Linked DNA regions of Sus scrofa: region 1 is linked to region 2. A link is a contact called in public HiChIP or PLAC-seq data. All regions are on one chromosome and are shown on one strand. Each heading gives the region's core, a stretch centred on a gene start, on an enhancer-like site or on the middle of the called end of the contact. The rest is flanking DNA. Distances are from core to core; before and after follow the strand shown. Region 1 overlaps PARM1 (prostate androgen-regulated mucin-like protein 1). Region 2 holds the start of PARM1 (prostate androgen-regulated mucin-like protein 1).

Evidence for each region. HiChIP or PLAC-seq counts read pairs in DNA pulled down with a chosen protein or histone mark.
Region 1: an H3K27ac HiChIP or PLAC-seq map of alveolar macrophages shows a contact between it and region 2. The contact joins the enhancer-like site here to the promoter of PARM1 in region 2. A contact is called at or near these places in 1 of 5 promoter capture datasets (liver), 3 of 47 Hi-C or Micro-C datasets (embryonic fibroblasts, liver and skeletal muscle) and 2 of 2 datasets of contacts at active chromatin or transcription factors (alveolar macrophages and skeletal muscle).

What each region holds. Positions count from the first base shown.
Region 1 is chr8:70,855,632-70,858,770 of Sscrofa11.1, forward strand. It overlaps PARM1 (prostate androgen-regulated mucin-like protein 1), which reads left to right. Exons shown (of 5, transcript NM_001243716.1): 2 at 2,291-2,720; 3 at 2,723-2,994. Among named protein-coding and RNA genes, the nearest start is that of PARM1, 69 kb to the left of the region's middle. Within about 2 kb of position 1,865, at least 29 of the 83 cell types and tissues checked have an H3K27ac peak or open chromatin away from gene starts, as enhancers often do. A contact at or near this core is called in alveolar macrophages and liver, where this site is marked.
Region 2 is chr8:70,786,851-70,789,848 of Sscrofa11.1, forward strand. It overlaps PARM1 (prostate androgen-regulated mucin-like protein 1), which reads left to right and starts at 1,284. Exons shown (of 5, transcript NM_001243716.1): 1 at 1,284-1,597. The coding sequence starts at 1,555.

The sequences.
Region 1 (3,139 bases), core at 615-3,114, 69 kb after region 2:
TCCTTCCCTCTTACTATCCTCCCTCCCTTCTTTCTACAAGTACTTATTGAGCAATTACGATGACCTAGACACCATTCTAGGTGGGAAGGAAACAGCAATGAATAAGACCAGGTCTCTGCACCTTCATGGAGCTTATATTCTGGTAGAAGAAAGATATACTAAGGAAATAAATAATATGTAGTTTCAGGAAGAAACTACTTTATTTTTATTGATTTTAAGAAAAGCAAAAACACCCAGAGTGTATGACAGCTCCTCAAAGAAATTAAACATAGAATTACCACATGAGCCATCAGTTCCACTTTGAGGTATATACACCCCCCTAAACTGAAAACATGGTCTGAAATAGATAGTTGTACATTCATATTCAGAGCAGCACTCACAAAGTGGAAGCAACCCAAGTTCGCATCAGTAAATGAATGGGTAAACAAATGTGGTATATAGTATACAGAATATTATTCAGCCTTAAAAAGGGAGGAAATTCTGATGTACTATAACGGATGAAACTTGAAGCTATTTTGCTAATAAGTGAAATAAGCCTGTTACAAAAGGACAAATATTGTATGATTCTATTTGTAGGAGGTACCTAAAGCAGTCAAATTGGTAGAGATGGAAAGTAGGATAATGGTTTCCAGGGGCTGGAGAAAGAGAAGAATGGAGAGTTATTGTTTAATGGGTTCAGAGTTTCAGTTTGGGAAAATGAAAAAGTTCTGGAGATGGATGGGTGGTGGTAGTTGAACAATAAGGAGAATGTACTTAGTGCCACTGAACTGTACACGTAAAAATAGTTATGATGTTATTTATATTTTAACAATCAAAAAAAATTTTTTAAATAAGCAAGGGGCTAGGGTAGGAATGATTGTCGTTAGGACTGTCTGGAAAGGCTCCTCTGAGAAGGAGGTGACATTTGAGTAGAGATCAATCTGGAATAATAAGGAGAACATGGGATGATGACATAGGGAGTAGTTTTGGATTTTGTTCTAAGTACAACCTTGGGAGGGTTTTGATAGGTTAATCTGATTTACCACTTTAAAATAGCGTACTGGCTGCTATGTGAAAAGTAGATCAAAAGGAAGGAAACTTCGAAGCCAGAAGACCAATGAAGAGACAGTGGCACTTGTCTAGCTGGCACTTGTCCAGGCGAGTGGCTGGTGGCTCAGGTGATGTTGCCATATCAGGGAGGTGGTGAAGAGTTGATTGGATTGGGATATGTTTTCAAGGTGAAGTCATCATGATTCATCATGATGGACTGGTTGGGGTAGGGGGAGTGAGGGAAAGGGGTGCATCTGGAATAACATCTGGGTTTTTAAAAGAGTAACTGAAAGGCGTTGCCATCCACTGAGATGTAAACGACTAGGGGAAAAGCTAGTTGGGGACTGGTAAGGGGGTGTGTGGGGAGGCAATCAAGAGATGTGTTACATAAAAAGTGAAATCATCAACGCAGTGTCCTCCAGAGTGCTAGTACACAGAAGCAAGCTATTTATTAAATAATTGAATGAATAAATGAACAAATAAATTAAACTGAGTGGATGAATGGAGGTATGGAGAAAGGAAATTCATTCTAAATTTTACAAAACATGAAAGAGATTATTTGGTGAAAATGACAGAATAGTAAAGACCCCAGGTTAGAATTGGGGATAATAGGTTCCAGTTTCAGAAAATATTTCCAAACCTTGGAGTCCTCCCTCACCTCAGCTTTTAAGCTGGGACCTGGCCCTTTCCTTGCACTGTTAATCACCCCAGGGAGGCAAGTCCCTATAACATCCCTGTGCATGGTTGCAGAGCTCACAACCCGGAAGCAGGGAACAACCAATCAGTGAACGCCCGCGTCAGAGACCAGCCAATCAATGAGCCCCTCTGACAGAGAACAGCCAATCAGAGAGCTCCTCCGGCTTTGTACTCACCCAGCACACGGGGTGAGAGTCCCCACAAGCCTTGTGGAGCAGCCCTGCAAACAAGCCAGACTTATCCTCAGATAGTCAGTTCCTAAGAGTGTCTCCGTTTTTAAGGGCACAGCTTCAAGCAGCAGGAGAGAAAGTTAGTTGGTGTCATGTATTGGCTGAACTTGTGTTGACCCACCCACTAATTGCTCCTGCTGAGCTTTCAGGCTGGTTCCTGCTGATAGTCACAGGGCGGGGGAGGGGGCAGTTAGTGGGAAGGAAATATTTTAAAAGTCACCTTCACGATTGTAAAGGCACAGTGCCAAATGAGACAGACTTTTGAAAATATTATAAAACAGCTTGGCCGCTCAGGTTTTCATACATTAACCACCTTTGTACCGGCTCTTCCACAGGACTAAGGGTACAGCGTGTGTCTGCATCAACAGTCTTGCCTGTTTTTCTTCCCACAAAGATCACCCCTGCAACGGCCGTCTGGACCAGCACTCCGCAAAGCCCTCCTGCCTCCCCTACCAGTGGCACGCCCAGCACCTCGGTCCTCCCGATTATAGCATCGGCCCCGACATCTCCACCCACTAAGAACGTCTCTGTAGAGGCCGGAGCAGAGGAGGAGCCCACGAGTCCAGCCTCCCAGTCGGCAGGCACAGAGACAGTCCCCTCATCAACAAGCGGTGGGCTCCATTTAACACCCACGCCGGAGGAACACAGCCCGGTCACGCCCGAGGCCAGCGTGCCAGCTACAGGGTCGCAACCCCAGGCCGAGTCTCCCGCACTCACCTCCCCTCAAGCGCCAACCTCATCACCCTCGCCTCCATCAACCTCACCGCGGAGGTTCCTTCTGCCTCCATCAGCACCAGTAACAGCTCTACAGAAACCAGCACCAAGCCCACAGGAGCCCCGACCACCCCGAAGTCCCCAGAGGAGGAGCACAGCTCTGGACAGACACCCACTTCACATGCCACAGCCACGCCGATGCCCACAGAGACCACGTCCCAAGCAGCTGTGCCCCCCAAAGGGACCCCTATGCTGATAGACACAGAGACCACCGCTGCCTCCCCCCGGGTGATCATGCAGGAAGTGGAGCATGCACTAAGCTCAGGTGAGTCTCCTGTAGGCCACTGAGATGCTGAAAATGCTGTTCAGTTAACCCACAATGGATTAAGCTTGAATTGGGGAGCCGAATTCTAAGTTGCAAGCAAGGCTGATTTATAATTCCCAGGAATTTCCAGGGGTGCAAACTTTAT
Region 2 (2,998 bases), core at 34-2,533:
AGTGAGAGGAACTGATATCATCACAGACAAAGCCGGGAGGCCCCAAAGAGTGAGAAAAGAAAACCCGAGGCTCTCTCTAGGAGGTAAGAAGTCACAGAAGAAGAAAACTCTTCTCCAGAGCTAGTGATGGTCCTGAACAAACCAGTTCTTTAGGGATGCCCCTTAATTCCTGCAGCATCCCATCTCCAGGGACTAGGGGACCACCGGGCTCCTAATACATACATTGGGAGCTGCTCTGGCATCTGGTCTGGCTGAGGTATAGAAATAAGCAGCTCTAAGGTGGTGGAAGCATTAAGAGAAGGGTCAGCTTTGATCTGTGTGAACACACAGAGACTTCGGACTTTGAAAAAGGAGCATAGTACAGAGATGACCCAGAGTTCGCGGGCATGTGTTTTATCTGTACCATTAGCTGGTTGTGTGACCTTGGGCAAGTACTTAAACCTCCAGACGCTTTCATTTTCTCCCCTGGAAATGAAGACATAAGAGTGCCCACATCAAAGGACTGTTCTGAGACCATGACTGGGTTGATACCTGTACAGCGCAGTCGTCCAGCACGCAGACATTCTCAGGAAATGTCAGCCTTTGGTATTATGCCCTGGTGCACAAACTCTTCAATTACGGGATTCAGTCTTTACTAGCCATGTGATCCTGAGCACATCACTTCTCTTCTCTGTGCATTAGTTTTCTCATCTACAAAATGGAATAAGAATTCTTATGTCCCAGGGTCGTTGGAAGGTATCACGATACAACATGAAATGGGGTGCCTGGCTCTGAATGGGCCCATGAACCACTGTTACCTGACATTAATACTGTTTCTTCTAGAAAGAAGCTGAATATGATAACAGACACCCTGACTTAGGCACCAGGAAATGCAGTGGGGTTGAACGTGTGCGAAGGTTTAATGTATACGCAGGAACATCCGGAGAAATGAAGGAAAAGGAAAAGGTTCTCATACTTGGAAAGAAATGTAATACGTTCTCTTAGGAAGTGGGGTCTTGGCTCTTGGAGGTGGCATAACCTGTTTAAAGGTTATCACCCACATAAGAAAAGGTGAGATAAATTCTTGAGGGCAGAAATCCGCTCCCATTACACTGCGTTCCCTTAGCTCCCAGCACAGGCCTAGCGGCCCCAAACATTCGCTGAACCCGCTCAAAACTCGGATCTCCCGCCCCGACTGTCCAGCAGAGGCCGCCCTGGGCCAGGACTCCCGGGACCTGAACGCCGCCGGGAGAGGAAAGGCCAGGGGTGGCCTTGTCATCGCCGCGGGGCCTGGGTGGGAGGGGTTTGGCGGCGGCAGTCGGGCGGCGGAGGCGGCCCCCGGCTCCCGCGGCTGGGATGGAGCAGAAGCGCGCCGGGCGCCGGAGGATACGCAGCTGACGGAGCCGCGCGGCGCTCGCCTCTCTTCCCCTCCCGCCGCCCGAGCCGCCCCGGCCGCCCGGCTCCCACAGTAGCCAACCGGGCAGAGGAGGAGCCGCCCGCGCCCGGTGCGCTCTGTCAGTCCTGGCAAACTCTCCTGCCGCCCGCGCCGGGTTTGGCACTAAGCACCACGGTACCATGGTCCGCAAGACGCTCTTCGCTCTCTTCATCGTCACAGCAGGTATTTTGGGGGCGCCGTCCTGCCAGGAAGGGCCGGGGCGACACGGGCCGCACGGCCAGCGCTGGGGCGGGGGCTCGAGCGGGGAGACCGGGAAGTAAGTCGCGCCGGTAGCCGGAGTGGCGCGAGCCTCCGGTGTTGCGCAGAGATATGTGCGCACTTGGATTTGGGGTGATGAGCATTTGGGGAGCTCCTGGGCCGAGCCGGACTGAGGGGGTGACTGGGTTCTTCCGGCCGCCGCTCGCTCTCACACGAACTCCGGGCTTTGGGAAACAGGTGGCTGCGCGACGCTTTTGAACCCGGGGTTGGCGACACTGACTGCGACTAGAGGCTTCTCGGGTCTCTGAGCACACCCGCCCAAAGTTGGGCACCAGACTTCTTGACGCGGTTGGACCCGAGAGGGATGAGAAGAAGAATCAGGGAGGGGTGGCATCTGGGAAAGCTAATGCTCGGGCCGTGCGCCCTGCGGGGCTGGTTTGCTTTTCCCCAGACTTGGTGGGCTCTGGTCTCTGGCCTCTGGCGTCCCTTCCTAGTTAACGCTTGGGGATGATGCGGCGCTAACAATCCCAAGGCAGCTGCTTGGATCCGGCGGCTTAAGCTCGCTATCACCGCCGGGGTGGCAATTTTACCCTGTGGCCCGGAGCTCCCCCGAATGCGTGCCCTGGCAGAAACTGCTAACTTGGCTCCTTGGGGATGGCTTCCCACGCGCACCGCGCGGGTCTCTGGACCACGGACGGCAGCGGCCTCTAGGCGGGAGCTGGGGAGAAAGGAGCGGGAGGACCGAGCTCGGCCTGGTGGGCGCCGAGGAGAGAGTCAGAAGAGCGCTTTGAGTCTGAGATTAGGGTGCCCAATTTTTGCAGAAAATGCAGGCCGACTGTGGATCAGGCACCGGTAGAAAAATCAGCCTGCGTGCGCGGTACACTGTTATGTTTAGATAAAAGAATATTTCAAGGCCACATCCACAAACCATTGATTCATGCTAGTAGTCCGTGTATCTGTATCTATATCTATATCTGTTTTTCCTCCTGAATTGCTTGGTTCCTGCAATTGTGGACACAAGAAGCTAGGGGTTTCCTGGCAGCTGACAAAGGTTAATGCAGTTTTGAGGAAAAGTTGCCCAACTTGAGGCTACAGGGAGTCTTTTTCCTCTACTTGCTGAACGTCTGAGAAAGCTCCCTTTTCCCTTTGGCGTCTGTACCATTTGGAGGCGCGTCCGCAGAAGGTTCAGGAGCAGGGCTCGGGCGGCTCTGGCCGCGCGGCGTCGGGCCAGACTGGGAGCGCGTGCATCCCTGCAAGTGTGACAGCCAGCCTTCTCCCGAGCCCCGCAATCGCCCGCCCCGCCGAGAGACATCTACGAAAGGGCAGGAAAGACGCCTTCCTTTCTCCTCGCTAGAAATCCTTTCA